3 separate regions of the Mus musculus genome follow, and all the other regions are linked to region 1. The links are chromatin contacts, called in public Hi-C and targeted proximity ligation maps. All regions are on one chromosome and are shown on one strand. The core of a region is the stretch at or near the end of the contact, and the rest is flanking DNA. Distances in the headings are between cores, read along the strand shown. Region 1 overlaps Gnaq (guanine nucleotide binding protein, alpha q polypeptide). Region 2 overlaps Gna14 (guanine nucleotide binding protein, alpha 14). Region 3 overlaps Gna14 (guanine nucleotide binding protein, alpha 14).

Region 1 (3,397 bases), core at 815-3,314:
GCCACGTACCGGCCGCGTCCTTCCACCCTTGCCCTTTAAACCACAGATGCCAAATGATACGCCAACAGACACTACATTCCCCAGCAGCTGCTGCCAGAGCCCTCTTGTAGCTTCTTTATTTTCTGTTTCTTTCCAGCTTTCCTACCCTCCTATCCCCCCTTGTGTTTGGGCCACAATTTTGAAATAATTTTTATTATAGGTATGTGCTGCCAAAGCCAGATTTTTATAAGGTAAAATAAATTAAGAATTTAAACAGTAAAAGCCAGTGTCTCAAAATGTCAGCATTAAAATGTGAAGGGGACAGCAGGGTGTGAACCGGAAACACACATTGCCAAACAGTTGCCAACTGAACTGCTGCTTCTCATGGTCCGTTCTTTTCTTTGCCCTTAAGGTCAATGCCAGTGTCCAGACGAGCAGTGTAGAAAAGCTCCCTGTGTGGTTTGTCGTGAGGTCTGCTTGTATCTCTTCACTGGCGTTAGTTTCATTAGCTCTTTATTCTCCTTACGTTCGAGTGAATCTGCCAAGAACACTGGTGGATAGTATTATCCTAACACTTTTGGTTTGGGGGCGGGGAGGGGGCAGGGAATAGTGAGCTGGCTTTACCACCTTCAGGATCTCGAATTGGGCGCTTGAACCTAAGAAAGATTGTGGACTTATCAAAAGTCACCGCTCAGTGTTCCGTCAAGCATGTATTTATGTGACGATCATACTAGGAGGGATGTTTGGAATTCTCCATGTGCAATTTGTCCGCAGATGCAAACTGTGCCGAACGTGTGTGAGTGAGCCTGTCAAGCAGCCTGCATCAGTGTGTGATTTAAGTAGATGGCGAGCGCTCTAAGGCTGCCGGGAAGTCAGACCTCGATGCTGGTCTCATTAGCGCTTGGCACTAATCTCAACTCCATAGACATCACTTTTCTTGAATAGCAAAGCTGGGAGAGTGACCAGCTCACTGTATGAACACGGACATTGCTGACTGGTAATGAAGTGCTCTCATGTGTTACTCTCCTGGCTCTTTCATCCCTTGCTCTAGAAAGCCCCTGTAATTTAATTAACAGACTGCCTGTAGGTATAGTGCAATTATGAATGCTCTGATCGTTGTACATACATCTCTCTTGATATTGCAACATCCATACTGGCTTTGTAATCATTAATTTTTTGGCAGATTGAATGTGCTGTATTGATATGTATCTATGTAATTGTATGTCTTATAGCTAATTCACATTTTGAATAATGTTATTTTATTTACTTTTTTAAGAGAGGAGAATGTAAATTTGTCAGTTTATTTCTGACTAGGGATATTTTTTTCCATTTAGAAAAGAAGAAAAAAAAAAAAACCCTTACTATTGTACAGAGCGGTACTAGCATCGTGCTGTCTAAAATCATTTGCACATTCCTGAGTAGAGGTGTGCTGACCTAAGACCCAAAGGTAATTTCATAGCAAACACACACCATCCGTCAGAGCTTTTATACAAACACGGAGACCAACTTTGTAGACCTTTTGCCATTTGACCTGGGGTTGGAATATGAGCTTTTATACGATTCATATTCTTATTTGGCAAATGCACAGTTTAGCATTACCTCTCTGGTGGCCTTTATTAGAAAGGCAGTTTTAGAAGCTATTTGTGATCCACTAAGGAAATGTTTTATCAGCTAGAGACCACTGCTTGCCTGAAAGGGCAACCTTAAATTTGGTGCAGCAAAAAACAAAAAAACAAAAAAAACAAAAACAAAAACAAAACAAACAAAACAAAAAATAAAAACAAAAAAATTTAAAAACACAAAAAGACAAAAAAGAAGAAAAAAGTAACATTTGATGGCCTGCAGTGTATAGAGAAAACCTCATCCCAGGATCATAAGTGTTAACCGTCCTAAGGAAGCGAGCTGTTCTGTCTAATAGAGCTGTAGTGGATGGAGCTGAGCCGTGCTGATACCAAGCTCAGAGCTGCTGAGTAAGGCAGGGAGAGGTGGCCACGTTGTCTTTATGAATTGAGGGTGCAGCTTGCTGCTGCACAGAGTTGAAGTCTGGCCTCACTGCACATCCTGGGGTGCATGACAGAGTCCCTTCTTCTGAGAAGGGAAAACATTGATCACCCTAGCTGCAGTGGTGCCTGCACACCTTACTCTATCCACACTAGTCAATGAAGCTAAAACTAATTTTGTTGTTGTTTCTCGTTTGGGGTTTTATTGAAGGGGTGAGGGGCGGGAAGGGCTTCTTAGTTTTGTACAAAAACAAAGTTTACTCATATGCTTTCTCTTCTATTGTGATTGCAAGTGTTCCTGTTGTCGATGCTCTAGGTAATGGAGGCTTGTGATGAGCGTTATGGTGACTTGGGCATGTCTTATTCAGAAGCAAAACACAGACCACAGAAACCTTTCCTCAGCATACCAAGGCAAGCAGCCATCTCATGAGTCACTCAGCACATGAGTGTGCCGTTTACAGATGATGTCGCCCTTTTGTGTGTGATACGGCAGTTCCCACCCACAGAGAATTCCTATTTGTAAATTGGAGGTTTATACTATGCCTTACAGAGCTTAAATTCAGAAGTCTGTGCCTCATGTCTGAAACAAAGGGAAAACACACGCCCATGCAGAAGTCAGTTAAGTCTTACAGAGCCTGTTGGGTTTTCCTTATCGTTTCCTTAGGAAGAGCTCTGTTGAATGTCCTGAGTAGCTGGGAAATTCTTCTTAGGAGCCTGCGTATATTGTTTACTGGCAGGTGGCATCCACGGCGATATTTAAAGAACACCTGGAACTTGGGGGCTTGGGGGCTTTGTTTTGTTTTGTTTTTGTTTAGATTACATTAGCAGGCCTAATCATTTTAAAGGGTAATTCAGCCAAAGGGCAATTTACTTTTTGTACTTCAGACTTCTATTGATTGTCAAGTTGTACGAATTGTAATTTAAAAATTTATACTGCCACATGATTGTAAATTTTAGTTGTCTTAAGTAGGAATTGGTGAAAAGCTGTTTATGCTGGATTTGGGTCAAAATGACTTGATTATTTGCAAAAAATAAAACTAATAATGGGAAGAAAGGGCTGCATAACAAGACACCGCAAGACTCAGATTCCCTCAGATGACCCCAGCGCCCCTTTGTTCTCAGTTTCTCAAAAGAACGAATGAAGTGAAACATAGCAGAATGTTAACCCATATAAAATAAAGTGTACCCAAATATTGTAATGTATATCGCTGCTCTTCTTAAAATTACGTAAGGCTTTCAAGCCACTCACATGGTAACTAACAGCATCTCGATTGATACAACTAAGGTGTACTTGGACATACTTTAATATTTGATTCAAAAGAGAAACCTTTGGTTAGAAACACATACAAAAGTGGAAGCTAATAATGTGTGTTTATCTGTCTCCGCACTCTTCCAATATAGGCAGCATTCCTAGATGT
Region 2 (3,345 bases), core at 429-2,928, 180 kb after region 1:
TGGTTTGATCCTGTGCAGGTCTTGTACAGGTACCCACAGCTGTCCCAAGATCATGAGTCCAATAGCCCTGCCAAATCCAGAAGACACTGATTGCAGCCGTCCTCTCCAACCAGTGGCTCTTACCAGCATCCTGCCACTCTTCCGTGGTGTCCCCTTGTCTTGAGAGGATGGGGCAGGAGTCTGATAGGTGATCAGTCAGTCAGAGCTTGAGGACTCCACGGTCACTTATTCATCTGTGAGTCTCTGTATTAATTGTTGCCCACCGCAATGAACAAAGCTTCTCCAATAAGATCTGAGAGTTGAACTGATCTTTGGATATGAAGATAAGTATTTAGAAGGCAGTTTGATATTATGTCCATTTAGCAAAATAATTTTAATAGATTCTCCTCTAGGGTTTCTGATTTTCCAAGTCACTGGGTTACTAGCCAGGTTTGTAGTACCAGGTAGACGTGAGTTTCTCTTGTGAAGGAAGCCTTAAATCTAATCAGAAAGTCATTGGTTATCTCTGTAACGTTTATCCTACTATAACAACAATGTGTATATGTTACCAGGCCAGTTGTTCCTGTAGCTCACAGCTGGAGAGTCACAGCTGGCTAAGGCTGTTGATGGCTTTTCTTAGACAGTAATAAGCATGGTACCTTCTGGCAGTATGGAAGGTAGTGATCAGGAAGGAAATTTCCTGATCAATACCAGCTTGATTTTTCCATGTCTGAGACCAAAGAATATAGCATGTTCAGCAATATGGTCTTACCATCAAGTTCTGGCCAGCAACCAAGGACAATGGCAAGAGCCTGTATTGTTTTAAGGATTCTCTTGGCCTTTCCTACCCCAAGCAAAATAAAGTCAGGTATCCTACAGTGGAGACTGGGATTTTTGTTTAATAATCTATGAATGTTGTAATGAACCATTGTAATCATGAAAAATGAAATGTGCTTTTGAAATAAAAAATAATACAAAGCCGGGCGTGGTGGCACACGCCTTTAATCCCAGCACTTGGGAGGCAGAGGCAAGTGGATTTCTGAGTTCGAGGCCAGCCTGGTCTACAGAGTGAGTTCCAGGACAGCCAAGGCTACACAGAGAAACCCTGTCTCGAAAAACCAAAAAATAAAAAAAAATAAAAAAAATAATACAAACACTATTTAGAAAGCTAGTGCTTTAAATAGTGTGTTAACAAGTATCAGAGCTAGCAGCTAACTCAATCTGTCCCATATTTTAGGTTTCAGCATGTTTGGTGGATCCCTGGTCATGTGCCCTTTCCCTATCATTTCCCTGATCTGTAGTAGCATGCTTGCTCTTACATTGTGCCAGAATTGGAGCTCTTCCTATCCCCTGTGGCTGCTAGCATTCTCCAAAAGTCTGTGGATTTTGCTGTGCTCTGGGACCTTTTAGAGTGGAGACATGAGGAAACTCAAAGGCAGTGACCTACTCCCTGGAGCCCACAGCTTTCATCCTGTTTTCCACTGAGTCTGGAAGGGCAGAGAAGCCCATGCATTGTTTCCTTCTATCATTATTGTGACTAAATGCCCGGCAGCGGCATCTCACAGGAAAGGGGTTTACACGACCCCCAGCTCAGAACGTGTGGCTCAGCACGGCAGGGTAGAGCTCAGGTTCTGGCAGTATGGGCTCGCAGCATGACTTCTTCACATCGTGGTGACTCAGGACACACAGACTGTCACTCTATGACCTGTGTCTGGCAGCTAAGTTCTACCTCCCAAGGTCTACAGTCTCTCTCAAACAGCACCACTAGTGAGGGACCAAATGTTCAATGCATCATGAAGGCTCGTGATGGGGACTTTCCACATTTAAGCCATAATAACCCATCTATGGTTCTAAGATTGATCATCACAGTGTGGGAAAAGCTATTTCCGTGGCACTCGCAGCGGAGACCTGGGTGTTGAGAGGCAACCGTAAACTGACTAATACATTGGCCTGCCTCCAGCCATGGAATATTAATCAAACTTGTTATTTTAAAGGTGTTCTCCATTACACTGAGTCTTATTCAGTCACACAGTGTCTACTGTAAACCTAGAGGGTGATTTCTACATCTATTTCCCCCTCAATAACTGCATTGTACGGTCTGAGTATCTGCTGTGGGCCTAGGCTTGTTCAAGGTGTGTTGTTAACCTAGGAAATCGAGGGTTGCCCAGGCACAGCTTGTTCCCATCTACTTTACTGAAGAGAAGCCAGAAACAAAGAGGTCAAATCGTTTGCAGTGAAATGTAAATAGTATGTTTGACTTTGACTCCAGATGGCTGACTTCATTGTCTTGAGGGACTCTGTTACCATCAAAGACACAGTTACAGGTACAGCAATGGAAGGAAGCATTGCTCTAAGCTGGTGACACTGGCTGCCAACACCATTTGTACTAATTTGTGTGGACAAATAGTTATATGGTACTTGTCTCTGGGTTTTATATGTCATAAAATGCCTGAATATAATGTGTTATATCATAAATCTGTTTGTTCTCAATAAGCTTTTCCCTGAAAAGTTCCTAGAACATTTTTATGTAACAGGTGCATTGCCCTTATCCTCAAAAAGTTGACAGTTCACAAAGGTATTGTGTTAAGTGAAATAAGCCAGGCACAGAAAACCATATATTAAGAGTTAATTTTACAGAAGTGGATTGTAGAACCTCAGTCACTGGAGGCAGCACAGGTTGGGGATAGGGGAGGTTTGGTAACGTGTGCTACATTGCAATTGCATGATAGGAATGAGATTTAGTGTCCTGCAGTACAGCCGTATGGCTATGACAAACACATGCTATATATTTATATAGAGCAGAAGAGTTTGAAAATTTCCAACACAGAAATGATAAATGACTATGCATATGTAATATGTGGTGGTTTTTAAGAATCTCTCAGTTCATGGGGAAGGAAATACATCAGTAGAACATTTCACAGCTGTGTAGTAATTATCAGAGATGAATGAGTCCATGGTGTCAGGAAGGCATAAGGTAGGGACATGAACCCCACCCAGGTCAGCTCACAGCTTAGGAGGCGGTGCTTTTAGTCTGTAGGTCAAGAAAGTCTCAATGAGGTTCAATTCCTTTACCATAGCTACACTACTGGGAGCTGGGGAGCTTGGTTTGAAATTACTGGCCCAGTGTTGTCTACCCAGCAGGAGTAGAATTCATGCCCAAGTGAGTTTGCTATGGATGACTGTAAGAGAGTAGGCCATGCCTGGTTCTTCCTCCTCTCTGTCTTGGTTCTGAGTTCTCTGAAACAATCTGGAACTAGAGATGAAACCAATAAGCATTATCATTCATGTAGCCTGCACTTCCACTGCTTAGAAAGCTCCCCTGTGACTTCCAGAAAAGGAAGACATCCAGGAAAGGAAGACTTCCTA
Region 3 (3,393 bases), core at 505-3,004, 210 kb after region 1:
GGCTGCTGTGCTGGGCAGTTGACAGAGGAGCAGCCCCTGTGATGAGGGCCTGGCGGGTTGGGCAGCCTGCTGGGTTGCAACTAGAAGCTCACTGTACTTGACAGGGACACTCAGCAGAAGCCAGGGCCCTAGGTGAAGGCACCACCACTTCACCTGTGGCCCTTTCACGGGTGGCCTGGGAACTTCCGTGTGACATACTTCTGTCTTCTGTGTTCCCTCTTCCAGCAGCAAAAATGTTGATTTTTGAGAATCGGGGAAAGGAAAGTTCTTGTTGAGCCCTGTGTTTCCCCTTCTTATTAGTATATTGCAGTTGTGTAAAATAACGAGTTATTCTGCCACGTTCATCCACGTCCGTGCTGAACTCTCTATGAGAGCCTGGTCATCGGTGATGTTTCTGCAACTGCTGGCTTGCTCCCAAACTCTTCTGTCTTCCAGTCTGACTGCTTCTCCCTGAGACTCTTAAGACCAGCAGGCTCACTTTATTCATCTGCTTCCTGGGCATACATTGATGCTGACCAACCTTCCCCCTCCCCCATCCCTCTATTCCCCTCATCCTCCCCCACCCCCCCTGCCATGTAGCATGGCAGTGCCCCACCCAGTCCTCTGTCAACTGTTTGGCTTTAATTCTCAACAGCAAAGCTGGACTTCATTGTTAAATTTAAGAAAACAGCCTATGGTGCATGACATGCAAGAAGGGGCGGAGTTAGCGAGGTAACTGGCTGAGAGGCACCACCGTGAATCCCCAGATTCCTCTGTGGACTCCCCCCTCTCTGCAAGGCGTCTCCCCACACTAGTCATATCCCATGGCTGTGGATTTCTGACATGCTACATAGATACATGTGCCACATGTGTTTATTGAGCTCACATTATCAAAGAAAGCACCAACTGCTTGCAGAAAAGGAGCTGAACTCTTGGATAAAAGCACAAGTGAGATTTTTTACTCTGCTTTTGTGGAGTTTTCCCGGACTTGTTTGAAGACAGAGGCACATGGCCACTTCAGATGTAGAGGGTAGAGGGCAGTCATAGGGCAAGAGGAAACAACAGAGCGGCAATGGGAAGCCAGAAGGTTGGGGACAGTACCTATGCTCTACTCAAGGCCCTCCAGGACCCTGGATCACGCTCTCTGGCTAAGGACAGTGGAAGGAATCACATGCAGAGGTTCAGGTGCGATGGATATGCGCTAGGATTGCAAGTGAGAAGTATCCACTGGGCATACACTCTCACAGAGCTCCTGCCTGTAATCCTTAGTGTGCTAACGGAGTAATAGCTACAATAAACACTGTCTAGTAGTTGTCGTGCAGAGCAGGTGATCTGGGAGTGGTTCCTAGGTGGGAAAGAACTGTGCGCTGATTGATGCACAGGACTACGTGGCTGGCATATGGGAACTTTCTGTTGAGCTGAAGATTTCTGCTGAATCTTAATGCTGCTCTACAAAGTAAAATCTACTTCAAAGAAATACAAAGAAAAAGAAAAGGAAAAAAAAAAAACTTAAGAGGGAGAAAAAGGGCAGGGTGACAGTTGGCACTGATTTTTCCGTTTACAGAGAGAGTGTGTCCCTGTTCTTACACCTGGGGCCAGTCCACTTCTAACCAAACAATCCTGGTTTGTGACTGATACAACAGTTTATGTCCATTGCTGGCTACATAGATGTTGGAATGAACAGAAAGTGGGAAAAGTGAAAGTGGCTACAGGGCGTGGGTGTCTCTGTTCACACCTGGGTGCCGGGTCTGAGCAGCTGCCTCTGCTATTGCTGGACTGGAGGCGCAGGTCTAGTGCGGTCTGTTTCACGTCTCTAGACTGAGCAACCAAATCACCCCGCCTAGTCTTCTGGTTTCTGAGGGTTTGGCTGTGCACAGCCCAGCACCTGTCAGAGCCCTCCACCCCAGATCATCCCCTTATCTGTCATGCTTTTCTGTGCTCAACGTGGTATTTCCTTTCCGTTGGACAGGAAAATGCCCAGATCATCAGGGAAGTGGAAGTAGACAAGGTCACTGCACTCTCTAGAGACCAGGTGGCAGCCATCAAGCAGCTGTGGCTGGATCCCGGAATCCAGGAGTGTTACGACAGGAGGAGGGAGTACCAGCTGTCAGACTCTGCCAAATAGTGAGTACTCAGCCGGCAGCTGCTGCTAAGCCAACTCTGCAAGGCTTCACTTCCCAGGAGGCAGAGAGGCAGGGGGTGTGGGTGGGGGTGGGTGGGGGAGTGAGGATGTGTGTGGGTGGGTGTTTCCCCTGACCTCCTGGCCTGCTTCTTGGCCTCTTCTCCCCTAATTCTCTGTCCCAGATGTCCCTTGGGGTTAGCAGCCACCTTCTCTCACCCAATTAAGTTGGAGATTCCTTTAGTGGAACGGATCTAAGTTTTGGAGCAGAGGTTATGATTTAAGCAAAGAACACACCTGCCTGTGGTTTTTCCGCTTTCTTCCTCTCTGTATCCCTCTGGAAACTGCAGGCGGGCTTAGGCTTTGCTTAAATTGGTTGCCGATCTTGTAGTGCCCTCTAGTGATAGACATTGGCATTGCAAGACCAGCACACAGGCCTCTCGGCTGGCTTATTTGACCCTCTCAGAAAGTCAACCACTTAATGTATTTGGGATCCATAAAGCTTTAGATTTAAACCATCAACATCATCAAAATTTCTATCGCATACTATCTTGGAGATATCACAACATTTCTTCTTTCTTAAGAGTCCCCTAGGGCTGGCTGTGACCCACAGGTGACTGAGCACACAGCTTACTTCTTGGGGTTGCAGCTTGTTTATGCTCCTGCAGTTTGGTTCCTCCTCCCAGGACCACGAAACTCCCCAAACCCACTCCGTTCCTTTTACATGTTGGCCTCTTCCTGAACTAGCTTGGACTGGACAAAGCAGCTGTCAGGGAAGGCATCGTTAAGGCCCATGGCTTTTAATGACTTTGCCTAGACATTTGTCCCATGCAGCACTCAGTTCAATCCAGCTTGGCACAATTGATCTAATTACATCAGCAGAAAAGCACGATGTCGGGGGGCAGGGTGGGGGGAGAAGGAAAGAAACCACTAAGACGCTAGACTGGCAGCAGAGAGGGGAGGAAGCTAGCCTCCCAATGAGATGAGCATTCTGTCCAAAAGCTAGTGGGTTCTCCTGTTTCCTCCCAGAAGCGGCCCACTGTTACTGGCTCTGAGATGAGCCTCTGGATTTACATCCATTTGGAGAACGCTTGCCAGAATGACTGTAAGATTAACTCAGCGTAAATCTTGAAAACAGAAGCAAGTCCGCTCGCTGCCAGGCGTGTGAGGGGTGACTGGGGAGGTGAACAGAGTTGTACAGAAGACAATAGCATTTAATAAGGGAAGTAGTTGCCAGCCTTGAGCGTCATGGATATGGTGGTTACATGCCTAGCTACCAGCACTGGAGAAGTGAG

What was found. Hi-C and Micro-C count contacts between places; a contact is called where the count stands out from the background.
Region 2: a contact with region 1 is called in a targeted proximity ligation map of the NIH/3T3 cell line, with 30 read pairs. A contact is called at or near these places in 2 of 484 Hi-C or Micro-C datasets (embryonic stem cells and stem cell-derived epiblast-like cells) and 3 of 130 datasets of targeted methods (the NIH/3T3 cell line, embryonic fibroblasts and pancreatic cancer cells).
Region 3: a contact with region 1 is called in a Hi-C map of uterus, with 2.1 times the contacts expected there. A contact is called at or near these places in 6 of 484 Hi-C or Micro-C datasets (bone marrow-derived macrophages, embryonic fibroblasts, myeloid progenitors and 2 more) and 6 of 130 datasets of targeted methods (the NIH/3T3 cell line, embryonic fibroblasts, embryonic stem cells and 2 more).

The regions. Positions count from the first base shown.
Region 1 is chr19:16,384,282-16,387,678 of GRCm38.p6, forward strand. Gnaq (guanine nucleotide binding protein, alpha q polypeptide) reads left to right here. Exons shown (of 7, transcript NM_008139.6): 7 at 1-3,397. Among named protein-coding and RNA genes, the nearest start is that of Gna14, 50 kb to the right of the region's middle.
Region 2 is chr19:16,560,988-16,564,332 of GRCm38.p6, forward strand. The region is part of intron 2 of Gna14 (guanine nucleotide binding protein, alpha 14); the gene reads left to right. Among named protein-coding and RNA genes, the nearest start is that of Gm41811, 21 kb to the right of the region's middle.
Region 3 is chr19:16,596,992-16,600,384 of GRCm38.p6, forward strand. It overlaps Gna14 (guanine nucleotide binding protein, alpha 14), which reads left to right. Exons shown (of 7, transcript NM_008137.4): 3 at 1,949-2,103. Among named protein-coding and RNA genes, the nearest start is that of Gm41811, 15 kb to the left of the region's middle.